Regions from separate parts of the Sus scrofa genome. Here all the other regions are linked to region 2. The links are chromatin contacts, called in public Hi-C maps. All regions are on one chromosome and are shown on one strand. The core of a region is the stretch at or near the end of the contact, and the rest is flanking DNA. Distances in the headings are between cores, read along the strand shown. Region 1 holds the start of CYCS (cytochrome c, somatic). Region 2 holds the start of OSBPL3 (oxysterol-binding protein-related protein 3). Region 3 overlaps OSBPL3 (oxysterol-binding protein-related protein 3).

Region 1 (3,365 bases), core at 372-2,871, 130 kb before region 2:
AGATGCACAGAATTATGGGAGAGAATGTTGATTTCTATACAGTGTGGTGCGCTTTTTAATCATTTAATCTTTGGAAAATGAAATTAATTAATTAATGAATTAACCTCTTAGCAGCTATTGCTGAATTCAGAGGTAGGAGGAAGGATGCTAGAATGTAAGCTCCACCAGAGAAACATTTTTCACTGATTTATTCCAAGTTCCTAGAAAGTGTCCAGCACATGATATGCATTCAATAAACCCTTGAATGAATGAATTCAGCAGCGCTTGACAGAACAGGGAAAAGAAGGAAAAATCAATTAGAATTCTGGGGCTAAACTGAGGGACAAGGAAGTTGAGAAACTTCTCAGTGACAAAACTGTGTATCTCAGGAAGGAGAGCTAGAAGTATAATTACTGGAAGTTATGGTGATCAAACCTACACTTCTAGGAGTTCCCATGGAGGTTCAGCAGTAAAGAGCCTGACTAGTATCCAAGAGCATGCAGGTTCCATCCCCGGCCTGCCTCAATGGATTAAGGATCCTGCATTGCCGTGAGCTGTGGTGTAGATCACAGACTCGGGTAGGATCTGGCATGGCTGTGGCGCAGGCCAGCAGCTTCATCTCTGATTCGACCCCTAGCCTGGGAACCTCCACATGTCTGGGGTGCGGCCCTAAAAAGACAAAAAACAAACAAAAACAAAAAACCCTACATTTCTAATATGACCCCAAGCTCATTGGCTTACTTGAACATGATCTTCATTTAGGTTAGATGGGATGTAAATTCTCTCTAGATTCCCCGAAATTCTCTAACTATGTAAAAATATTTCTTCCTGGATGCTGCTTGCACACACTCCTTGCTCTTTCTACACACAAATGACAGGAGGGAAGGGCTGGCAGAAAGAAGCCGGAAGGTAAGGGACCAGAGCTACAACCCAGGCAGCTCTAACACCGCAACTGCAGCACCTGTCCCAGTCTTCGGGCGTCCGTAAAGGAAAGGGAGATCTGTAAGATGACTTTAAGTCACAAAGTGGAGGAGAAACAAGAACAAGGTCAGGAGCTCATGTCCAACTCTCACAACTCTGGTTGCAGGCTATCCCTCTGGGGTGCCCCTGGCGCCAGCCGCGGAAATACGATCAAGTCTGGGTAAAGGTGGCCAGCTAAGGGAATGACAGCCAGGGGAGCTCTAGGTGTGTCCAAGTTGGACTGTCTCCCTCCAGGCAGGCAAAACGTGCCGCTCAAAGAGCATTACGTCAACCAGAACAACCCGGTTACCCCGGCCGCATTCCGCCCTCAATCCACTACTCCATTCCGCCCCACCCTCCCCGTCATCACACGCAAGCACACAAGAGGTCAGAGAGCGATGCCCGCCCTTCCCGGCACAACCTCGGTGTCGCACCTCTAACGGCCTGTCGTAAATACCCGGCAAGAGAGGCCCCGACAGGAAGGGCACGCACGCGGTACACCCTACCCTGCTAGCCGGCGTGCGCGCGCAGATCTCCGAAGCCGGCCCTAGAGACCGGGGCCAATGAGGCGCGGTGACGTCACTGCGTATCAGTCCGCCGGGCCGCACGTGGAGCCGCCAGAGGGCGGAGCTAGTTCGGTTGCACCAACGCCGGTACATAGGCGCGGACCGGCGTGTCCTTGGACCCAGAAAGCGGGACGTCCGGCCTGCGAGTGGTGGCTTGTCTGTTGAGCTCGGCGAAAGAACGGTGAGCCCTGGGTGCGGAGGCCACAGCGGGCGGGAAGCCAAGCCTTGAGGGCGCGCGCTTGCGAGGGCTGCGCGCGGGCGAACTGAGGCCGGGCGGGCCGGGAGTGGCGGCCCCGGACTGCGCCCGGCCACGAGCGGGTGGTCTCCGCTTTGAGCAGGGCCAGGACCCAGCTAGGTAATGGCGTGGTCTGGTCAAGGTCCTGAACGTTTAAAGATGACTTGGTTGTGAACCGTTGCGAGATGCTGGCCCTCGGGACGTCGGGGCTGTGGCAGTGACTGACAAGACTTCCTCCCGAGGGAGGGCGGGGGTGAGGGTGCTGCGCGCGGCGCCTCACGTCTGCTTTCCAAGAGAGCCAACTGCTTTTCCAGTAAATCTTCTTCTTCTGGCCACCTGTTGCGTTTCCTCTTCACCTGTTCAGGCACCTGGGAGACGTAGGTTTCATCCCAGTCTCCTTCAACCCGGCCTGGGTGAATGATCTCGTGGTCGCCCCTGAGACCCCAGGGACGGGGGACCTCGAAGCTTGCTGCTGCCCTCCCAACCCACAGCAAGGCGAAAGTTGGAATTTTTGGTGGTTTGGGTTTAATGTAATCACAGTTCAGCTTAATTAGCTTTGTGACTTTTTGTGACCTTGACCTCATCTTTTGGAATAGTTTTGAACTAGCATCCCACTTTGCTTGCTTGGGCTGTAACTTTTTCGAAGTTCTTCCAAATAGCGTTTTTGCTATAAAAAGTTTTTTCTGTTAAAGAGTCTATTGCAAGTGTAGCGAGTAAAGCATGGTTCAGCCTGGTACTTAGTGTAATAAGTTTGCAATGAATAAGTGACTGGAGTTGATCATTTGTTTCCACTGTATTTTTACTTGCAGAAAAATTAATAAGCTGAGTCTTTCATTTCTAGATTTTAAAATGGGTGATGTTGAGAAGGGCAAGAAGATTTTTGTTCAGAAGTGTGCCCAGTGCCACACTGTAGAAAAGGGAGGCAAGCACAAGACTGGTCCAAACCTCCATGGTCTCTTTGGGCGGAAGACAGGTCAGGCTCCTGGATTCTCTTACACAGATGCCAACAAGAACAAAGGTAAGAGGGGGACCCTCGTGAACAAACCCGAGCACAAATTGCAGGGATGTAACCTATGGTAAATGAACAGTTTTTTGGGAGTGCGACATACTTAATACTGCATCCGTCCTTGTTTAGGCATCACCTGGGGAGAGGAGACACTGATGGAGTACCTGGAGAATCCCAAGAAGTACATCCCTGGAACAAAAATGATCTTCGCTGGCATTAAGAAGAAGGGAGAAAGGGAAGACTTGATAGCTTATCTGAAAAAAGCTACTAATGAGTAAAAGTTGGCCACCGCCTTATTTATTACAAGACCGACATGTCTCATGACTTTTATATGTGTACCATATTTAAATTGATCTCATACTCTAGAATTCAGATCATGTATGGCTGATGGAATGTTTCTGTTGGATGGTCCTGATTTAAATAAGATTGGTTGGTGGCTAAATGAATATGGTCAGCTGTTTGAATTTTAATATTAATTCTAGTTCAACAAGTACTATCACTGTCTTTCCCTTCTACAGAGATGGTTAAACTTGAATGTGGAGTGTTAAACTTTTCAGGAAAATGGTGAATACCTTCTCAGAACCTATAGGAGATTGGTTTTATATTTAGATTTCTATAA
Region 2 (3,167 bases), core at 102-2,601:
CTGCAAGAGCGTCAGAAACCTTATTTGGGATCAGTCGGGAGACTGGAAATGCGTCGAGTGCCGTAGGGGGTGGGTAGCGCTGGGATTTCACCTTCTGGAGTCCCTACTCTGTGCCAGGCACCGCGCCTAGCGAGCCACACTCATTGTGCAAGGGAGGTTAGATGGCTCTTCAGGGGAGGCTACATACCTTGCTTTTGCCATTCCCCCTGCCTGGAACGCTCTTTCCGAGACGGGTGTGGCAGATCTTTTCCCTGGTTCAGAAATCTGTGTAAAAGCCACACCCGCTGAAAGGCCCTCGGGGTATTGCACAGCTCTCTGTCACATCTGTCACCACTTTTGAAAGCTCTGTTTAGCAATTACCTCAATGCTCACAGATCTTCGGCCTTTCTCGATTGTTTATATTTGCAGGTGTTCTTCTTTGTTCACGGTCTGTCTCCCTACTAAAGCGAAAGCAGGAGAGCAGAAGCCTGTGGTGCCATTATGCACAGCTTCGAGCTCACAGCTGTTCCGGGAGCACACAGTAGGCGCTCAGTAAATGTTAATTCCCTTTCCATCCCGCCCCCTGCGGCATCCGACACACTGAGCCCAAACTGAGCCCAGGTGATCAACTGCTTTCGTTCCCGCTAGGATCAAAGGGGGCAGAGGAAGGAGCGGGCAGTCAAGTCAGGTGGGCTTTCTCGTCTACCAAGGAACTCCTGCATTTTAATTCTAACTGTGATGCTTTCTCTCTCTTCTAACTGGCGACTGAACTGCATAGAATAACCAACCACATTCCCCTCGGGGCTTCTCCTGGGACCCTGCACCATCTGCACCACTGCCTCTGGATGCTGGAGTCACAGTCTCCCGCCCGGGTCCCAAGCGGATTCTGCTCTCCGTCATCCCATGTTTTTTCCATTCTCCATCCCTTTGCCTCGGTCCGAGTTCCTCAGGAGGTGGCGTCCTCTTTGCCTGTTTGACCAACGTGTCCCCAGAAACCTTGTCCTTAAACCAGCCCCTCCCGTGCCGTCCTCGCTTCTTCCTCCCTCCCTGGCCCGGAAACGCCGCTCCACAAACATTTATTGAGCACCAAGGGAGCGCACTGGGCAGGCGGAAACCCCTTCCCCCAGCCCAGCAGCAGCTCTCACCTCCCTCCCGACCTCGCACCTGTGGGGAACTCGGGTTCCCAACTCCTCTGACTGCATCGCGGAATCAGTCCGCTTCTTCCCGTGCATCTCCCCACCTCCTTTCCCGGGGACGACTCCTGATTGGTGAGAGTTTGGGTCACTCTGCCACCCCTCCCACCCTCCCCGTGTTGCCCCGCCCCGGGGCGGGGGCAGGCTCCTCCTCCTCCTCGCCCGCGCTCCTCCTTCCCCCACCTCCCGCTAATTGCCTAGCTGCGCGCGCGGAGAAGTTCTGGGCAAAGTACTGGGAACCCGAGCTGCGATCGCAGCGTCTGCGATTCGAGCGGGACAGGGGGTGGCGGGCGCCAGGCTGCCCGTGCGTGGCGCGGCCGGGCGGCTGGCGGCGAGTCGCGGTCCGCGCCCCTGTCTCCTGAGGCTGTTGCTGTAGCTGCGCGTTGCGGGGGGACCGGAGAAGCCAGGTTTGCCTCCTGCGTGTGTGGGCGAACCCTGGAGTCGGGCACCGGGGAACTAGGCGGCGTCCCCGGGGGCAGAGCGCGCAGGTAAGCACCTGGACGCCCGACCGAATGGTGTCGGGGTGTAGTGGGGGCCGGGCGCTGGTGCGGGCTCGGAAGGACTGTGGTTTGGGGGGCGCCGCGTCTCGGCAGGACTGGAGTCGGCCTCCTGTCGCCCCAGGGAAGAGTCGGTTAGTGGGGGCAGTCCCGAGTTGGGGAGATCGCCCGCGGTGCCGGCCTCCCGGGGATTAGGGCCCCGAAGGCTGCCCACCCTGGAGTGCCGTCCTTAGGAGGGGCGGTGTGACCAGGATTGGTGGCAAGAAGGCACGGAGGCCAGGTCCCGGCGCCGGAGGATGCGGGGCGGAGAGACTGTTCTGGGCAGCCGGGAGGCGCGGCGCCCGGGGCGGGAGGCACAGGAAACCAGCTGAATTGGGCCGAGCGCTAGTAGGCTTCACCACATCCGCGGGATGGGGCTCTCCGGGGGGACCCGGGCGGCGCTGTCCTTTTAGGCTCGGGGCTTGCTCTCCTGCCCGCGCCCGGCCTGCTGCGCTCCCCGGTGCCCCGGTTGGGGGCTGAGAGCACGTTCCTCCTTCCCAGCACTCTGGGAAGCTCTTGCAGCTTCTGGAGTCCCAGATGGGCATTGTTGTAGATCGTCCGGGTATTTCTGAAGCCAGGGCGCGCGCCTCCCTCTTTTGGTAATGCAACTTGCCAGCCACCTTCTGGACACCTGCATTCCCTCTCTCCGTCTCACAAACTACCAGCCTCCCCCTAGTCAGGACTCTGACCTGATGGAGCTGGGAAGTTGTCGCTTGCGATTTGTCTGGGGACTGTGTCGAGGTGTATCTGCAGCCACCCCCCCCTCCTCCCCGCCCTGTGTTGCACTGATCCTCCGAGTTTGAGTACTGGGATGAGGGCATTTAGAAAGATTTTAAGCTGCAGCCTAGCCTACAAAAGAGAATCATTCACAGATGCATAAAGGTGTCGGTCTAACTTCTGATCTAGCTATACCCTCAAGCATCATACAAGATGAGGTCCCCCTTCTGGCCCAAGGAGGCCACTTCGGCAGGCATGCGCCGAAATGCCCCGAGGCCTAATGACCATCCGCTCCACCAACCTGTTGGCTCACCACCCTGTCTGGTGTTCCCCATACTACTCATTTCTCTCAAATTAGCTCCTGGGCTTTTTACTGTCTGCTTTCCGCCGCTAGAGTAGAAGTTCCAGAAAGCAGAGACCATTCTATCTCGTCCACCACTCCATCCTCAAGGTCAAAGAACAGTGCCTGGCACACAGTAGGTACCAAAGAACGATGTGTAGAATGAATGATGAAAACTTCTTTGTCACATATGAGGAGTGGTGATCTGATAGCTGGTTTTGGTTTTGATGTTTATTTACCTTTTTTTTTTTCTATCAGGAAATCGAACAAATACTAACACTGCTATTAATTGAACACCTGCTAAGAGCTGGATGTATACTAGGAACTTTGTATAGATCATCTCATTAAATGTTACAAGAGTCTGATTAGCTAGGTATTTTTAACCAGATGGGAAATTGAGCC
Region 3 (3,424 bases), core at 622-3,121, 160 kb after region 2:
TGGCCTCACTTGGGAACACCACCAGTCCTGGTCATGAAGGAGCCACTTCACCTGTCTGGAATTTAGCCTTATGGCCTCAGATAGTTGATTCTTTTAATATATCCCAAGATGGATGAGTTTCCAGGGACAGAGTCACACTAGCTAAGCTTATGAGAGACTGAGATATAGACCAGCAGGCTTCAGTATGCCTTTTTTATGAAAATTAGACCTGTCATTAGAGCAGCCCAACCAGGAATACTTTCCCTGCAGACAGATTACTTGAGAAGCCAAAATCAAAGTCATCAAGTGAGTGCACAGGTAAGGAGAGCTGGCTCTTCAGTTCAGTGTGTCAGGCTGTCCCCTGCCCCAGGACTGGGAGGGCTTTGGCCCAGAGGAGACGCATCGATTCAGCCTCCTGCGCTCCCTCTCCCACCCTACTGTCTATGCGCCCAGCGCACCCACTGCATGAAGCCTTCTCGGGGAACACATCTAAGGAGAGCGCCAGAGCGTTTGTTCCGTTTCCCGCTGGAACCTGCCAGCCTGGCTCTTCCTGCTTCTGGCCCTGGAGACAGTCTATTATGGAAACAGCGTGACGCTGCCCTTGTCCATCGTGTGAGCTTTCAGAGTTCGGGGGCGTCTTTGCTTTCTTGCCCCTCTCTGCAATGAGTAGGGGTTACTGAATGACTAATAAACTGAGCCGGACCTCTAAATTCGTATTTCGAGGTGGAATTTTATTCTAAGAACACCGAGAGAAATCCTATCTGCAACTGAAAGGACATGGAAAGAGACAAAGGTACCCAACTTTTAGCTTTTCTACTGAGTTTTCCAGACCACAGGGGCAGGTGCTTTGGAAAGCGGTGTCTCTCTTTTTCCTCCAAGCCCTTGGCCTTTGTTGCCCGTGGTTTTGGTGGGGGTGGGGAGGCTTGGAGTCATCAGGGGCAAAGGGAGTTTGCTTCAGAGTTCAGCTCCATGGAAGCTTGCCCCCAGTACATCATTTCTCACCTAAAAGACCCCAAAATTCGGGCTAAAAATGGCTCATGGCGTCAGGAAGCGGAGAAAGCAGTTGCTGTTCGAATGTTCCTTGTCACAGTTAACGAGCATCATGCTGCAGGGCGCGTTACGCTTTTCACATTTGTACGGGGTCTTCTTTGGTCTTCACATACCCCGTGTGGCAGGTGAGGCACCCGAGGCCTGGCCCCTCTGGGCTCCGGCGCCCCTCCACTGACACCCTCGGTTGCCACCCCAGCATCCTCTCTCCCCCACCTTTTTTTGGTGTCTCTTAACATAGGTTTAGTTACTGTGCTCAGAGCTGCCAGAGGCATCAGCTGCCCCTGTGAAAACAGCCTTTCGTAGACTGTTCAGACTCTGAGGTTTTGCTTGTCCTTGTCCCTTCAACTTTCATCCTCCCGACTCAAGCAGGACTTTGTTCTCCACTCCCGTTGGGGGCTGGCCAGGAGCCTTTGTGAACAAGGAACGTTCAGGAATCAATCATAAACATTCCAGTCTCATGTTCTAACCTCTGACTGTTCCACCCTCTCAGGGAGGGGTTTCCTCTCTGCCAAGAAATCTGATTCAGCCTTGGTTTTCCAAGTATGCCAGAAAGGGGAACATTCCGAAGGAAAGACTTTCTTTCCCTCCGCAGGGCCAAGTATGGTCCTGGTAGGTTACCCTCACTGATGCTCTGGCTGCCTGGCTGGAGCTTCATCAGGGACCCGCTGGCTCAGAAAATTCATTTCAGGAGTTCCCGTCATGGCTCAGGAGTAATAAACCCGACTAGTATCATGAAGATGCAGGTTCAGTCCATGGGGGCCCTCTCAGTGGGTTAAGGATCTGGTATTGCCGTGAGCTGGGGTGTAGGTCAGATGTGGCTCAGATCCCACGTGGCTGTGGCTGTAGTGTAGGCTGGCGGCTATAGCTCCAGTTCGCCCCCTAGCCTGGGAATTTCCATATGCTGTGGGTGCAGCTCTAAAAATAAAAGAAAGAGGAAATCCATTTCAGTTCACTTTGCTTCTTTTTTGTGCCTTTGGGAAAAGCTTGGTGTCTCTAAAGGATATGCAGTTAAGCTATTGTCTAAAAGTGGCTTTTCCTAATTGCCTGGCGCTTCAGGCGTCAGATCACTGTTCGAGTCATTTTAACCATTATCCACCCAGCCACCTGCTGTTGAGTTTCTGACAGAAAAGCTGAGCAGAGTTGTTGAAAGTTACTAAAAGGTAAGAGATTCAAATGAAGTATTTTTTCCTTTGCTTCCTGGCTCAGCCTTCTTCTTTTTCTGTTAATCATTAGAACTCTGAACACACATTCTTGGCTGGACTTGAAAATACCATACCTATCACCTACCTCTCTGCACACCCACCTGACCCTCTCAAGAGTCCTTTTATTTACTAGTAGGCAGGGTTGTTTACTTCTGATAAAAGTGGCAGCTTATTTAAAGACTTTATCAAGGGGAAATTCAAGCTGTTCAAATAAAACTCGGAATTCTTGTGGCTCAGTGGTTAATGAAACTGATTGGCATCCATGAGGATGCCAGTTCGATCCCTGGCCTCGATCCGTGAGTTAAGGATCCGGCATTGCCACTGCTCAGACTTTGAGTTGCTGTGGCTGTGCTGTAGGCTGGCAGCTATGGCTCTGACTTGACCCCTAGCCTGGGAACCTCCATATGCCGTGGGTGCAGCTCTAAAAAGACAAAAAGACAAAAAAAAAAAAAAAGGCAATAAATCAACTGTAAGGTGACTCAACCAGTGCTTTCCCATTTTTAGGTCAAGTCATTATTTAACTTTTTTTTTTTAAAGAAATTGTGTTTATCAAAGAAAACTCTATGCTTAACTCTAAACTTAGTGGAAGAGAAAATAATTGGCAACTGTATTTTCCCCAAAACTGGGCCTTGGCATCATCCTTAAGAGCTTCCTTCTATAATCCACATGCTACTCATCAGCAAATCCCAAGGTCTTCCTTGCAAAGCCAGCCAATGTCACTGCCTCTGCTGCTGGTGCTGGCCACTGAGCCTGGCATTGATGACCAGGCTTGTGCAGTAGTCTCATTAACCAGTCTCTTGTTTCCATAGCCTGTTTCTCACCCAGCAGCCAGATTATCTCTCTCCGGATTCCCCAAGTCACGTGGGATCAAATCTCACAGTCCACGAAACCCTCCTGGACGCCGCCCCGCCCCGTATCATGCCCCCTCCCACTTCCCCTCACTCGGCTTCAGCCACACTGGCCTTTTGGGCTTTTCCTAAAACACACCGAGCATTTGCCAACCCTGGGCAGCGGCTGTGTGTTCTGACCTGGACACACTCCCTCAGCTGAGTGGGTGGTTAGTTGCCTTGTTTCTCTTGCCCTGGAAAGGTCCTACCCCTCCTGCCCCATCTGGGATACACTCCCCCTCGGCATCCCTCCACCCCATCCTTGCCGCATCCCCCTCCACATGTTACTCCTGGTAGATGCTCTGC

The links. Hi-C and Micro-C count contacts between places; a contact is called where the count stands out from the background.
Region 1: a contact with region 2 is called in a Hi-C map of liver, with 3 times the contacts expected there. The contact joins the promoter of CYCS here to the promoter of OSBPL3 in region 2. A contact is called at or near these places in 3 of 47 Hi-C or Micro-C datasets (liver and skeletal muscle) and 2 of 2 datasets of contacts at active chromatin or transcription factors (alveolar macrophages and skeletal muscle).
Region 3: a contact with region 2 is called in a Hi-C map of embryonic fibroblasts, with 2.0 times the contacts expected there. The contact joins the enhancer-like site here to the promoter of OSBPL3 in region 2. A contact is called at or near these places in 2 of 5 promoter capture datasets (fetal skeletal muscle and liver), 4 of 47 Hi-C or Micro-C datasets (brain, embryonic fibroblasts and liver) and 1 of 2 datasets of contacts at active chromatin or transcription factors (alveolar macrophages).

The regions. Positions count from the first base shown.
Region 1 is chr18:47,168,300-47,171,664 of Sscrofa11.1, forward strand. CYCS (cytochrome c, somatic) reads left to right here and starts at 1,622. Exons shown (of 3, transcript NM_001129970.1): 1 at 1,622-1,686; 2 at 2,582-2,758; 3 at 2,876-3,365. The coding sequence starts at 2,590. The coding sequence ends at 3,024. It also overlaps the pseudogene LOC102165713.
Region 2 is chr18:47,296,952-47,300,118 of Sscrofa11.1, forward strand. It overlaps OSBPL3 (oxysterol-binding protein-related protein 3), which reads left to right and starts at 1,352. Exons shown (of 23, transcript XM_021079019.1): 1 at 1,352-1,660.
Region 3 is chr18:47,460,635-47,464,058 of Sscrofa11.1, forward strand. All of the region lies in intron 16 of OSBPL3 (oxysterol-binding protein-related protein 3), which reads left to right. Among named protein-coding and RNA genes, the nearest start is that of DFNA5, 62 kb to the right of the region's middle. Within about 2 kb of position 1,872, at least 30 of the 83 cell types and tissues checked have an H3K27ac peak or open chromatin away from gene starts, as enhancers often do. A contact at or near this core is called in embryonic fibroblasts and liver, where this site is marked.